Regions from separate parts of the Sus scrofa genome. Here region 1 is linked to region 2. Evidence: chromatin contacts called from public HiChIP or PLAC-seq data. All regions are on one chromosome and are shown on one strand. Each heading gives the region's core, a stretch centred on a gene start, on an enhancer-like site or on the middle of the called end of the contact. The rest is flanking DNA. Distances are from core to core; before and after follow the strand shown. Region 1 overlaps LOC102165506 (a long non-coding RNA gene). Region 2 has its middle 120 kb from the start of JUN.

Evidence for each region. HiChIP or PLAC-seq counts read pairs in DNA pulled down with a chosen protein or histone mark.
Region 1: an H3K27ac HiChIP or PLAC-seq map of skeletal muscle shows a contact between it and region 2. The contact joins two enhancer-like sites. A contact is called at or near these places in 2 of 2 datasets of contacts at active chromatin or transcription factors (alveolar macrophages and skeletal muscle).

The regions. Positions count from the first base shown.
Region 1 is chr6:153,388,703-153,394,328 of Sscrofa11.1, forward strand. The region is part of intron 3 of LOC102165506 (a long non-coding RNA gene); the gene reads left to right. Among named protein-coding and RNA genes, the nearest start is that of FGGY, 180 kb to the left of the region's middle. Within about 2 kb of position 3,734, at least 16 of the 83 cell types and tissues checked have an H3K27ac peak or open chromatin away from gene starts, as enhancers often do. A contact at or near this core is called in skeletal muscle, where this site is marked.
Region 2 is chr6:153,564,811-153,570,586 of Sscrofa11.1, forward strand. No RefSeq gene overlaps it. Among named protein-coding and RNA genes, the nearest start is that of JUN, 120 kb to the right of the region's middle. Within about 2 kb of position 2,646, at least 39 of the 83 cell types and tissues checked have an H3K27ac peak or open chromatin away from gene starts, as enhancers often do. A contact at or near this core is called in skeletal muscle, where this site is marked.

The DNA of each region.
Region 1 (5,626 bases), core at 2,484-4,983, 180 kb before region 2:
CACATCTAGTAAAGATGAAGCTGGTGTTCAGTTCCCTAGAGTCAATGGCTAGAGTCCAGACTCCACAACAATATGCCTCCAAATACCGTTGTCAAAATTTACAATAACTGTTAACTGTAGTTAACAGTTTCAAAAGATCAATTCAGTCATTGCAAACAGTTCTCAACTTCAAAACACATTTTATGGGGTGGGGGTAAGAAAGTGCTTCACATGCTTTGCACTCAGCACCTCTAAGTTGCTGTCACGTAACCCCAGCCACCATGACATTTGACATTTTTGGTTGCATCAGTTGGGATAGGTAACATGATAAAACATTTTAGCACGGAGGGCTTCGGAAAAGCCATTTGTTCTGGATTCCTAAATTGTAATCCTCCAGTAAAGCAGCTTGAAATGTAGACTTTCTGGGAAAAAACAATAGACTAAACATTGCATGCTCACATCCATTCCAGGAGACGGGATGTTACAGGAGCTGGACTTGCCAGCTTCTACCTCTGGGCCCTTGGAATATGGTGAAGCAGAATCTGGAAAGTCCACAGTGTATGCATTGATTCAGCATAAATGCTTGAGTCTTCAGCCCCACCCTGAAACTTGTAGTTTCCCAAATCCATAAACTTTGGGAGCCTGAGTCAGAGAGAAAGAGCCAGAGGCTCTAGACGTAGTGACAGGAAATCTGGATTCCCTCAATATGGGAATTAAATTCATGCTCTATAACTTAACTATTGGTATAAACCTGAGCAAATTACTTAACCTCGCTGAGCCTCAGCTTTATTATTGGTAATATGGGGATAATAGTTCCCACCTTATAAGTTTATGAGATTAAATGAGAAATGCCTGTAAAGTTCTAGTTACTAATAGTGGATAATATTATTGGACATTTCCTTTGCCAGGCACCGCATTTTTTGAGCATTTTTTGAGCATTTTTTTTAACATGTATTAACTTATTTAATCCTTCCGAGAACCCTATGAAGAAGGTACCTGGAGATCAATAGGCTGTCCTGTGACACCAGAGACCAGGGAGCCGGGGATGAAAGTGGTCAGATGCACTTACTGTTCCACATAGATGCATCTTGGCTGGGGAGATAGACAGTTTGCAGCTTACTTGTGAGACTAGTTGTTAAAATAGCAACAACTGAAATATTTTCCTACTGATTCATAAATTGCTGCTGCCCTGATCCCTTCATTGGTTTCCTCTGCCACCTCAGCCATCCTAAACCACCCCCAGGACCTCCCTCGAGTCAGCAACGAAAGAGTTAAGTCATAATACAGAAGGGAGCCTCCAGGACTTTAATCCAGTTCTTTGGCCAACTTAATTTTTTTTTTTTTTTTTTTTTTTTTTTTTTTTTTTTTGGCTTCACCTTTGTCATGTGGAAGTTCCCATGCCAGGGAGTGAATCTGAGCCTCAGCTTCAACCTACACCACAGCTGTGGCAATGCCAGATCCTTAAACCACTGCACTGGGCCAGAGATTGAGCCCATGGGGTCTCAGAGAAAACACCAGGTACTTAACCGGCTGCAGCACAGCAGGAACTCCACTGGCCAATCGATTTTGATTTGTGGGTACCCAGACTGTGTCATCTGTTAACAATTTTGAATATTGTCCCCGCCCCTAGCTTCCTCCTTCCCCTCCCTCACCAACCCAATTCACCTATGGAAAGTTCTATCTTTGCTAATACGGGTGCTAAATTTGGAAAATGTAGAAAAGACATAAACTGAGTGATCTGTGTAAGAAAGCCTTGAGGAGGAGACCTAGGGAAAAAAACTTTGAGGGCAAAAGTCAGAGAGATACTGTTTTTGTATTTGCTGAGTGTGTGGTTTGGGAGCAATAGTACAATTCAATAAGTCGGTAAGGAAGGAAAGATTCCTTTTTTTTTTTGGTCTTTTTAGGGCTGAATCTGCAGCATATGGAGGTTCGAGGCTACGGGTCAAATCAGAGCTGTAGCTGCTGCCCTACCCCAGAGGCACAGATCCTTAACCCACTGAGCGAGGCCAGAGATGGAACCTGCGTCCTCACTGGTACTAGTCAGATTCCTTTCCACTGAGCCATGACGGGAACTCCAGGAGGAAAGATTTCTTAAGAAGTATTGCTGAGAATTGGTCTTCCTTAAAGTTCCCAAGAGACAAAAGAAGGCTGTGGGAATTGTCCTTGATCACTCCTGGGCTATGCTTACTGATAGACTGGAGACTGGGCCACGGAGAGCCCTGAATTTCTGAAGGTTGCAATGAGATAATCTCTAAGACTCCTTCCAGTGCTAACTATAAACAGAACACCTGAATTGACCCCTCAAACGTTGTGCAACCTCTATAGGTTCTGTAGTTATGGTGAAAAGCTGTGGGGCCACATAGCACTGAGGTCAGTAGGGGATACACAGTAGATCTTGGATCTACCTATAGTCCACTGTGAGTTCTTAGGAAGACGCTTACCTTTATAGGTCTGGATACTTTTGTTTGCAAAATGGGAAGATAATGTGTATTGTTGCTTTTTTTTTTTTTTTTGAAGTTGTTTTTGGTGTTGTTAACGATTTCTTGAGTTCTGACCACGTGCCAGACACTCTGTTTTACATCTCTTCCTTAATTAAATCCTTACAGCCAGTCTGTGAATTATGTGTGATCATTTCCTTTTCACAGAGTAGACCCAGAAAACAGGAGAACCTTGCTCAGGGACTCCCAGCCAAACAGTGGCAGAACTGGGATTCGGGCATTCTCACTTGCCCCAAATCCAGTGCTTTTTCCTTTAGAACCTAGGGCTCTCCAGCCTGCCTGCAGAACCCAGAATGGAAATCATAAATAAGCTTTTATATGGGAGAATGTTTCGAAAAATATAAAATGCCCTAGAAAGATCAGGGGTTTAAAACATAATCATTGACTACTCATCTTCAAAAACATTCATTGGTTCTTTATGTCATTTCATCAGAATTGCCCTTCCACATTTGGGTGGATGCTGTGTTAAACCACCCAGATCCCCTTTGGCTGAAGAACTGGTCATTAAAGACTCCAGCTGCTGGGAGTGCCATGGGCAGACAGACAGCCCTCACAGATGCTTCAGCTGTGGAAAACCACTGCCCCCCAGCCGCCCGCAAAGGTCACAGCCCTTCCTGGGGCTGCCCAATCCAGTGACGGCTTGATTCAGGGGTGCTGAGACTTGGTCATCCCGACCTAACTTTCGGCATCTGTGGAGTGCCTTCTCACTTGGCTAGTCCCACTTTTGCCCTTGCCCTCTTCCACAGGTGTTGAACCCAAGGCACTCCCTAAAAACATCCTGTGTCTCTGCCCAACCTCTTAGCACTTCTGGAATCCCTGTGCCTCCAACCTCTCATGTACCAATTCATTGGAAAGAGTTAGAAAAGAGCCAGGTGAGGGGAGAGAGAATCCTTTCATCTAGGGGGCCGGGCGTCATCCCAGAACGTTTCCAGTGATGAAATGTCTGCTCTGTGTGCCCAGACGCAGGATTGGCGCATTCAGAGTGCAAGGCTCCCAAGCCCCCCTCCAGGGGATTCTGGTGCCCACGGAGGTTTGGGAAGCACTGATGCAGACAGCAGTTTCAGGCAGACAGAAGGCACTTATAAGCATGCCAAACAGAGGCCCAGGGATGGGAAGTGATTTGGCAGTAGTCAGGGTAGCAGGGGGGGTGAGAAGCCGCCAAGACTCTCTCCGTTTCAGGGTCCCAGCCCAGGACTCTGCCTGCACTTCCTGAGGCTGGGCCAGGAATCTGCCTGGGCACTGGGGAACCACATACCTCACGCGTGCATCTAATGATTGCTCAGGAAGTGGAGGCTTTGGGGCTGACAAACGCTGCACCGGAAAGGGGAGGGGAGAGCCAACAGGAGGGGGTCAGCCCAGCCAGCTCCCTCCAAGCATTGTCCTTTCCTTCCTCCCACCGGATGCCAGGAGCCCTACAGAAAAGGGATTCATTTGTCTTCATTCCCAGCACAATAACTTGCCACTGGCCTTTCTTGTGGGCCCTTGCTCAGAGCAACAGGATACAGTTGCTGCCAGGAGAGAAGGAAGGAAGGAGGCTGGGAGGAGAGGGAGGTGACAGGAGCTCAGCATCCCCAGGCCCCCAACCTGGACCCCGGACCCTGAAAAGGCCCAGCCCTGTGAGGCCTGGGGCGCAGCCTGGGAACATCTGGGTCCAGCGGGGCCTGGGAGGAGAAACGCTTTCCAGTCACAGGGCAGTCCTTAATCAGATGTAGGCTGAGGGACCGTTAAAAGCTGAGCTCTCCTTTCTGGGTGGCCTTTGTCCAACTTTTATCTTAATCTAGTCTTCTTTGCAAGTTTATCGAAGAAAAAGAAATAGGAAGCTCATCAAGACGGGTCTTCTTTCTTTTTTCCTTTGGTGTTAAAGAAGAATGCATGCTTTGGAGCTTTTTCTTAAGCCCTTTTTATAGTTGAGATTTTTCTGGCGTCACCCCAGACCTATAGCATCAGAAACTCTGGGGGCTGGGGGGAAGGGGCGTAGCAGGAGCTTAGCCATGGCAGAGATGAAGGGTAGTATGGATTGAAGAATTGGAATCAATACTGCAATCTACTGTCCTAGGGATTATCAAAACAATGAACTCAATAAATGTTTAACAAATATTTATTGAACTCTAAGTGTATGCCAAACACTGCCGGGGTAGTACATAGCTAACCCAGCAGGTTACAGTTCAGTAGGTGGCTCAGACAGGTCATAGACAACCAGGAGGGTTCAAATGACTAGTCCAGCCAGTCAGCTGGCTGGGAGTCTGATGGACCCTGGTGAAGAGACCCCCCTCACCCCCACCAGGGACGTGGGAAAGATGAACGTTGGAAAATGGAGTGTAGGGTCACCATCCCTCCAGGGGGACAGTTGCTGAAGAAAGTTGCCCTCTTCTTAGAATAACATTCTAGTCTTGCTGCTAAGACTCTTCGGAGGTGCAAACAAAAAGTCATCACAGTCATTTAAAACATGGGCCCTTCATGTGAACTCCGCTTCCTGTCAAGGAAATCACATACTTCGTTTCTTTAAAACTTAATTTATTTGGATTTCAGCACAGACCCAATTTAGTGATTAGACATGTTTTTCTCTCTCTCACTCCCTCAGTCTCCCCCTCCTTCTCTCCCTTTCTCTCTCTGGCTCCCTCCCTCCCCCTCTCTATCCCCCCCTCTTCCTCTCTCTCTCTCCTCCTCTCTCTCCCCCACCTTCTCTCCCCCCGTCTCTCTCCCTTCTTCTCTCTCTCTCTTTCTCATCCTCCCCCATCTTCTCTGTGTTTCCAATCCATACAGAGATAAGATGGTGAAGAGGGCATGAAGAAATTTCTGTGCTAGGTAAAAAGAAGTAGTGGGTCCTAGCCTTGCATGGAACTCCTGGCCTGGCTGGAGCTCATAGGCGAAAGTGGCCAACTGGGATAAAGACTAGATGGATCGACCTGAGTCCAGATGCCATTGTCTCTCTACCCTTCAGAGTGGCCTTTGGAGGAGACCTCCCAGAGATGTGAGAGAAAAAGGAGACGTGAGAAGGAGGGAGAGAGGGAAGGAGGAAGCCACGTGAAGTGTGTGCTCAGTCAAGCCCTTGACACACGTGATTTCTCTTCCACCATCTCCATCACCATGAATTACCCTCATTTTCCCCAGGGTGGAGGGTGAAACTGGAAGCTCAGAAGGATGAACAG
Region 2 (5,776 bases), core at 1,396-3,895:
CTCTCATCCTGCAATCATGTTTCTAATTGTGGTTTAGGTGTTTCCCTTCCTTGCTGGATGATGAGTTCTTGAAGAGCAGGGGCCATATTTTATACATCTTTTCATCTCTAGGGACATGACAGTCTCTGGGACAAAATAAGCTCTTGCCATTACCTGTTGAATTAATGAATGGGCAGATGATGGATGGATGCATGGATGGATGGATAGATGGGCAAAGCGACTTGCCCAGGAGCACAGATTTCAAATGGATCTGCATATAGTTTATGTGGGGAAATTACTTTTCTGAGCTTTTAGTTTCCACCTGGAAAAGAGTTCTGATAATAATAGTCAATAATAAGGTCTTGGGTTTGGGAGGGCTAAACCAGGTAGGTATAGGTCAGCATTCAAGAGTATGAGCTCTGGAATCAAATTGTTTTGGTTGAAGTCCCAGCTCTACCACTCAGGAGCTGTGTGATTTCTGACAAGTTCCTAACCTTGCTGTGCCTGGAGAAGATAGATCTTAAACCAGCCAAAGAACACATTAATGGGCTGTTCAGAGAATTGAAAGAGCAATGTTTTATAAAAATGCTTGGTACAGGGGAGTTCCTGCAGTGCCAGGACACAAGTTCGATCCCTGGTCCATTACAGTAGGTTAAAGGATCTGGCATTACCATAGCTGCAGTGTAGGTTGCAACTGTGGTTCAGATCTGATCCCTGACCTGGGAACTCCATATGCCACGGGGCTGCTAAACAAAAAAAAAAAAAAAAAAAAAAAAAAAAGCAAGGAGTTCCTGTCATGTTTCAGCGGGTGATAAACTTGACTAGTCTCCTTGAGGTTGCAAGTTCAATCCCTGGCCTAGCTCATTGGGTTAAGGATCCTGCATTTCTGCAAGCCAGGGTAACTTCCATATGCTGCAGGTGTGGCCCTGGAAAAAAAAAAAAAAAAAGCCTGCACAGGGTATGTATTAGGTAAATAACTCTTGGTTCCCTTCCCCAACTGTCTCCAAACCTGGACTCTGAATGCCTGGAACAGCTGTTCAGATGCCACATTTTGCTCCCAGTGACTAATGTCCCTTAAGCCAAGGTTAGAAAGCTGACTCCAGAACTAAGCTTACATTTGAGCGCTGAATTAGGAGGAGGGAATGTGGCTGACTGGGTTATTTAATTAATAAGGCAATTTTTAAAAGGGGGCAGTTTCAAATCAACACACATGCCAAGGAAACTGAAAAGCAAGAGCTAACCCACAATTTCATATGTGGTTCCATTCATCATTGGAAGGGTCCCTTATGTGGAGTCATGAATAACAGGATCATCCAAACCCAAGTTAATGTTTTACAAACTATAACAGCAGCCAACCAAATTGCTTCTGGACCAGATTAACCATAATCAGTGTGCACCAGTGTAACGATGCTTGAGTTTCTTCTTGCTGTATGACAATATCGTTGAAGAAAGTCATTATTCAAAATTTTCCAGTGATTGTCTATTTACTAAGCCAAAGGTTACGAAAGGGAAAAAAAAGCTATTTTCATTTTGTACCTAGAATCGCATCACACACCCACATGCATCCCCCCAAACCTCCTTCTTTTTGCGAGATTTGGAAGGGACTGAAATAAGGGTGCCCGGGGCCCTGGGAGCTGGGGCTGTCGATGGCTCACCCAGCAAGCACTTGGCAGTTCAGTTAAGAGAGGAAATCGGAGAGGGCAGGGAGGGGGCCCAGCCAGACCTAAAGGGATGAGCTGCACAGTGGGGGAGGGAGAAGGGCAGGAGTCTTATTAGCAAAAGCAGCTGCCCGCCAAGTAGGGCAGGTGTCTGACTTTCTGAAGAAAAGAGAGAATTGCGGCTGTTTTAACCTCAGGCCTTTAAGGATCCAGAAGAAAGTGGGGGATGGGGAGGAAGAGCACACCCCGCTCTATTCCCTCAACTCCTTGCATCGTCCACCTTCATCTTCCTTGACCTCACACCTCCCTGTCCATCCTAGAGCCACATCGGACACCTGTTCCAAGAACACTTTCCTGATCTTTACAACTCAGAGAAGAATCTCTTCTCTCCCAAGTGCCTGTGGAACTCTGTGTACCCTTTTAAGTCTTCTCAGGGTTCTTTAATTACTCTGCCAAACTCCTGCATTCTTTTTCTTCTCTTCTCTTTCTCTTTTTTAATAGCTTTATGGAGGTATCATTGAGTGCAATAAGCTGTGTGAATTGAAGCACACAATTCACTACCTACACACCTGTGAACCCATCACCCCCACCTCCAAGTGTCCTCCTGTCCCCTTGCATTCTCCCCTCCTCCCTCCCTTCTCCAACCACGGCCCATCTGCTTTCTAACCCTGTACATCAGCCTGCGTTTTCTAGAGTTCTAGATGCAGGAAATGATAGAGTATGACCGTTTTTGGACTGGCTTCATTCACTGAATTATGTTGAAATCCACCCATTTGGCACTCACTCCTCCTGGGAATGTGGGTTCCCGGTGGTGGTGGGGCGGTAGGGGGGCGGGTCGGGGCACAGATGCTGGGCACAAAGGAAGACCACAATGGAGGACACTGGTGTGATGGGCAGACCTCTGGATTTGGTGCCCGAACAGATGTGGATCTCAGCCCAGACTCGACCGCTGCCAGCTGTGTAGCCAGGAGGAAGTCATTCAGGGTCCAAGCCTCAGTTTCCTCATTTAGAAGTTGGGGGCAGTGATCTAGTCCCTTCTCTCAGCAGAGCCCTGTGAGACACCACTGAGCCAAGAGATAAAGTGCTCTGTAAACTGTGAAAGGTCAGTCCTGGGCAAGGGATTAGGCCTGGATCAAGGCAGAAGCACACTGGGAATGCCCCAGCTCCCAGGGCTATTTAAAGGCTGCCTTGAATCCAGGGATTGGCAACTCCTCACAGAAATGGCCAATAAGAGCTAGGCCTGGTGGCCTTTAATCCCGGCCCAGTCACCAAAATGTCAAGGATTCTTTTCCAGCGACCCTCCTCCCTCCTCTGCTGGGGTTGTGCTTATTTACAAGGTCTCCTGCCCTGCGGGGAGCCGCATGTGACCTGAGGATTCCTCCTCTGGCCTGGAGCTGGCTGATAAGGGCGGCCCATCTGCTGGGGGCTCGGAGAACCACAGGAACAGGAACTGGGAGGAGGCGGGGAGGAGAGGGGAGCCCGCCAGGCCCCCCTGCCGCTTCCTTTGGCCGGGATTGACATAGAGGGGACAAGGCTGGAGGGAGAGAAGGAAATGGTTGTCTCCTGTTTAAAACCGACTTGACCTATAAAATCACACCAGATTTGAAGAGACTTTCCATCTCCTTTCATGAACTGGGTTTCTTTGCTGTTGATTTAGTAAAGAGAGGTGAGGTGAACCAGAAAGACCCAGAGAAGGAAACTCAAGGTTTAATACTGTCATTTCTTTTTTTCCTTTTTTTTAAATGATTTTTAAATTGCAATATAGTTGATTCACAATGTTGTTTTAGTTTCAAGTGTCCAGAAAAGTGATTCGGTTATAAACGTGTGTGTGTGTACACATATTTTTTCAGACTCTTTTCAGAATCTTTTCTCAGATTCTTTCCCCTCATAGGATATTACAAACCTATAAGGTCCTTGTTAGTTATCTATTTTATATATAGTAGTGTTAATCTCAAACCGCTCTTTTATCTCTCCCAGCACCGTCATTTCTTGTGTGAGCTTAGCTTTAGTTAAGCCACTCAGGCTTTAGCTAATTAGAGCTGCCAATTTTTGAATACCTACTATGCCTCAGGCATGACGCTGAATTTTCTATATACTTTTTCAGTGTAACCCTCAAAGCTACACTGAGGTGAATAGTCTTCCTCTCATTTTACAGTTACTGAAGTGAAATAGCATGTCAAAGGTCATCTAGGACTTGAGCCAGAAATTTAACTCAGTCCTGTTTGATAACACAACCTGTGGTTTTGTTTTGGTTTTTGTTTTGTTTTGTTTTGTTTTTTGTTTTTCTGTTCAGTTGGTTGTTTTTTCATTGTTGGTTTTGTTTTGTTTTGTTTTTTAATTTATTTTAGTGTCTTTTTAGGGCCACACCCATGGCATATGGAAGTTCCCAGGCTAGGGGTTGAATCAGAGCTACAGTTGGCGGCCTACGCCACAGCCACAGCAACGCTGGATCTGAGACGCATCTTCGACCTACACCACAGCTCATGGCAATGCTGGATCCTTAACCCACTGAGCAAGGCCAAGGATTGAGCGAATCCTCTTTCCATGCATACTAGTCAGGTTCATTACCACTGAGCCACAATGGGAGCTCCCGAATCTATTTATTTATTTATTTTAATTTTTTTAAGAACTTGAGGCCAGCAATTCTTAAGGAATGAACTTAATAATAAATTATTTCCTGGTCATGTTCTGTGACCAATTTAATATGGGGAATGCTGACTACAGTGTCCCTGTCATAAAGACCCACAGTGTAATTTTGTATCTAGAAATTCTGTGAAGTCCTGGAGTGAGAAAAACTTAACTTTTTTTTTTTTTTTCCAACCAAGAATTTCCCATATTAAATGGACCATCAGTCTTTTTTCCTGTAACATCTTTTCATGGTCTAAGAGGCAAGTGCTCCTCGGAGACTCACAGCTGGGAACCACAACTGAAGCAGAATTAAAGGATTACAGAGTTTATCCCACTAACTATAAGACTTCTATGAACAACAACTTTTTAAAACATCTCCATGAATGAGAGGCTCACTACCTGGCCAGACAGCTTGTTCCATTGTTGTACAAATGCACTGGTTAGAACAGCACTGCCCAATCGAAAGATACTGCAAGCCCCAAGTATGGCTCTAAGCTTTCTAGAAGCCACAAGAAAAAAACTAAAAAGGACAGGCAAAATTCATTTTAACAATATATATTATTTACCCTCAATGGATCTAAAAATAACATTTCAGTATGGAACCAATAAAAAATGATGGCGATATTTTACCTTTTTTTATTATTGTCTTTAAAATCCAGACTAGCCACATTTCAGGCACCCCATGGCCACATCTAGCTAGTGTCTACCATACGTAGAACACAGGTTTAGAAGATTCTCCTTTAGGCCGAGCTAAGCTCTTCCTGCCTGTGCCTCTCCCCCATGGGTTCAAGGGTGCCGTCTGCAGTGATAACTCAGTCACCAGCCCTGGGGATGAGTTCTGCTAGGCCGTGTCCATCAAGTGTCCCCCACACCTCAGAGTGCACCCTCTGTCAATGATCTGAAGGCACCCATCTTCACCTTGGAAAGGGCTTTCCAACATTCAAGTGCTAACTGGATCACCTTACTGTACAGTAGAAAATTAACAGAACACTGTAAACCAGCTATAATGGAAAAAATAAAAATCATTATAAATGGGGAAAAAAAAGAAAGAAAAGTGCTATATAATGCAAGGCCTCATTCTCCTAACTCCTAGCGGGGCAGCCTGCCTGTCACCAGGGTTTTTAGCGGTCTCATCACACCATTATTTTACATTAAACCTACAGCTGCTAAGACAATGCCTGGCCTGGCGCAACTTCTACTTTCTGCTCCCCAGGCCTCCGTTTCCCCATCTGTCCAATAGTGGATTTGACTTTTCTATGATTCAGACCTTTCCCATGTCTTTGTATCCAATACCACTCCCTTGATCTTCTGACTAAATCTTCCTTTAAACTACGTCTTAGAATTGAGGCACAGTTACAGCCTCCCACATACCCTAATAATAAGACCTTTCTGGGTGTTCCCCACAGGTCAGGCATGGTGTGCTAAGAGCCTTATATATAGCACCTCATTTAATCCTCCCCACACCCAAGTGAAGTAAACATTATCATTATTCCCATTTATAATTGTGGAAA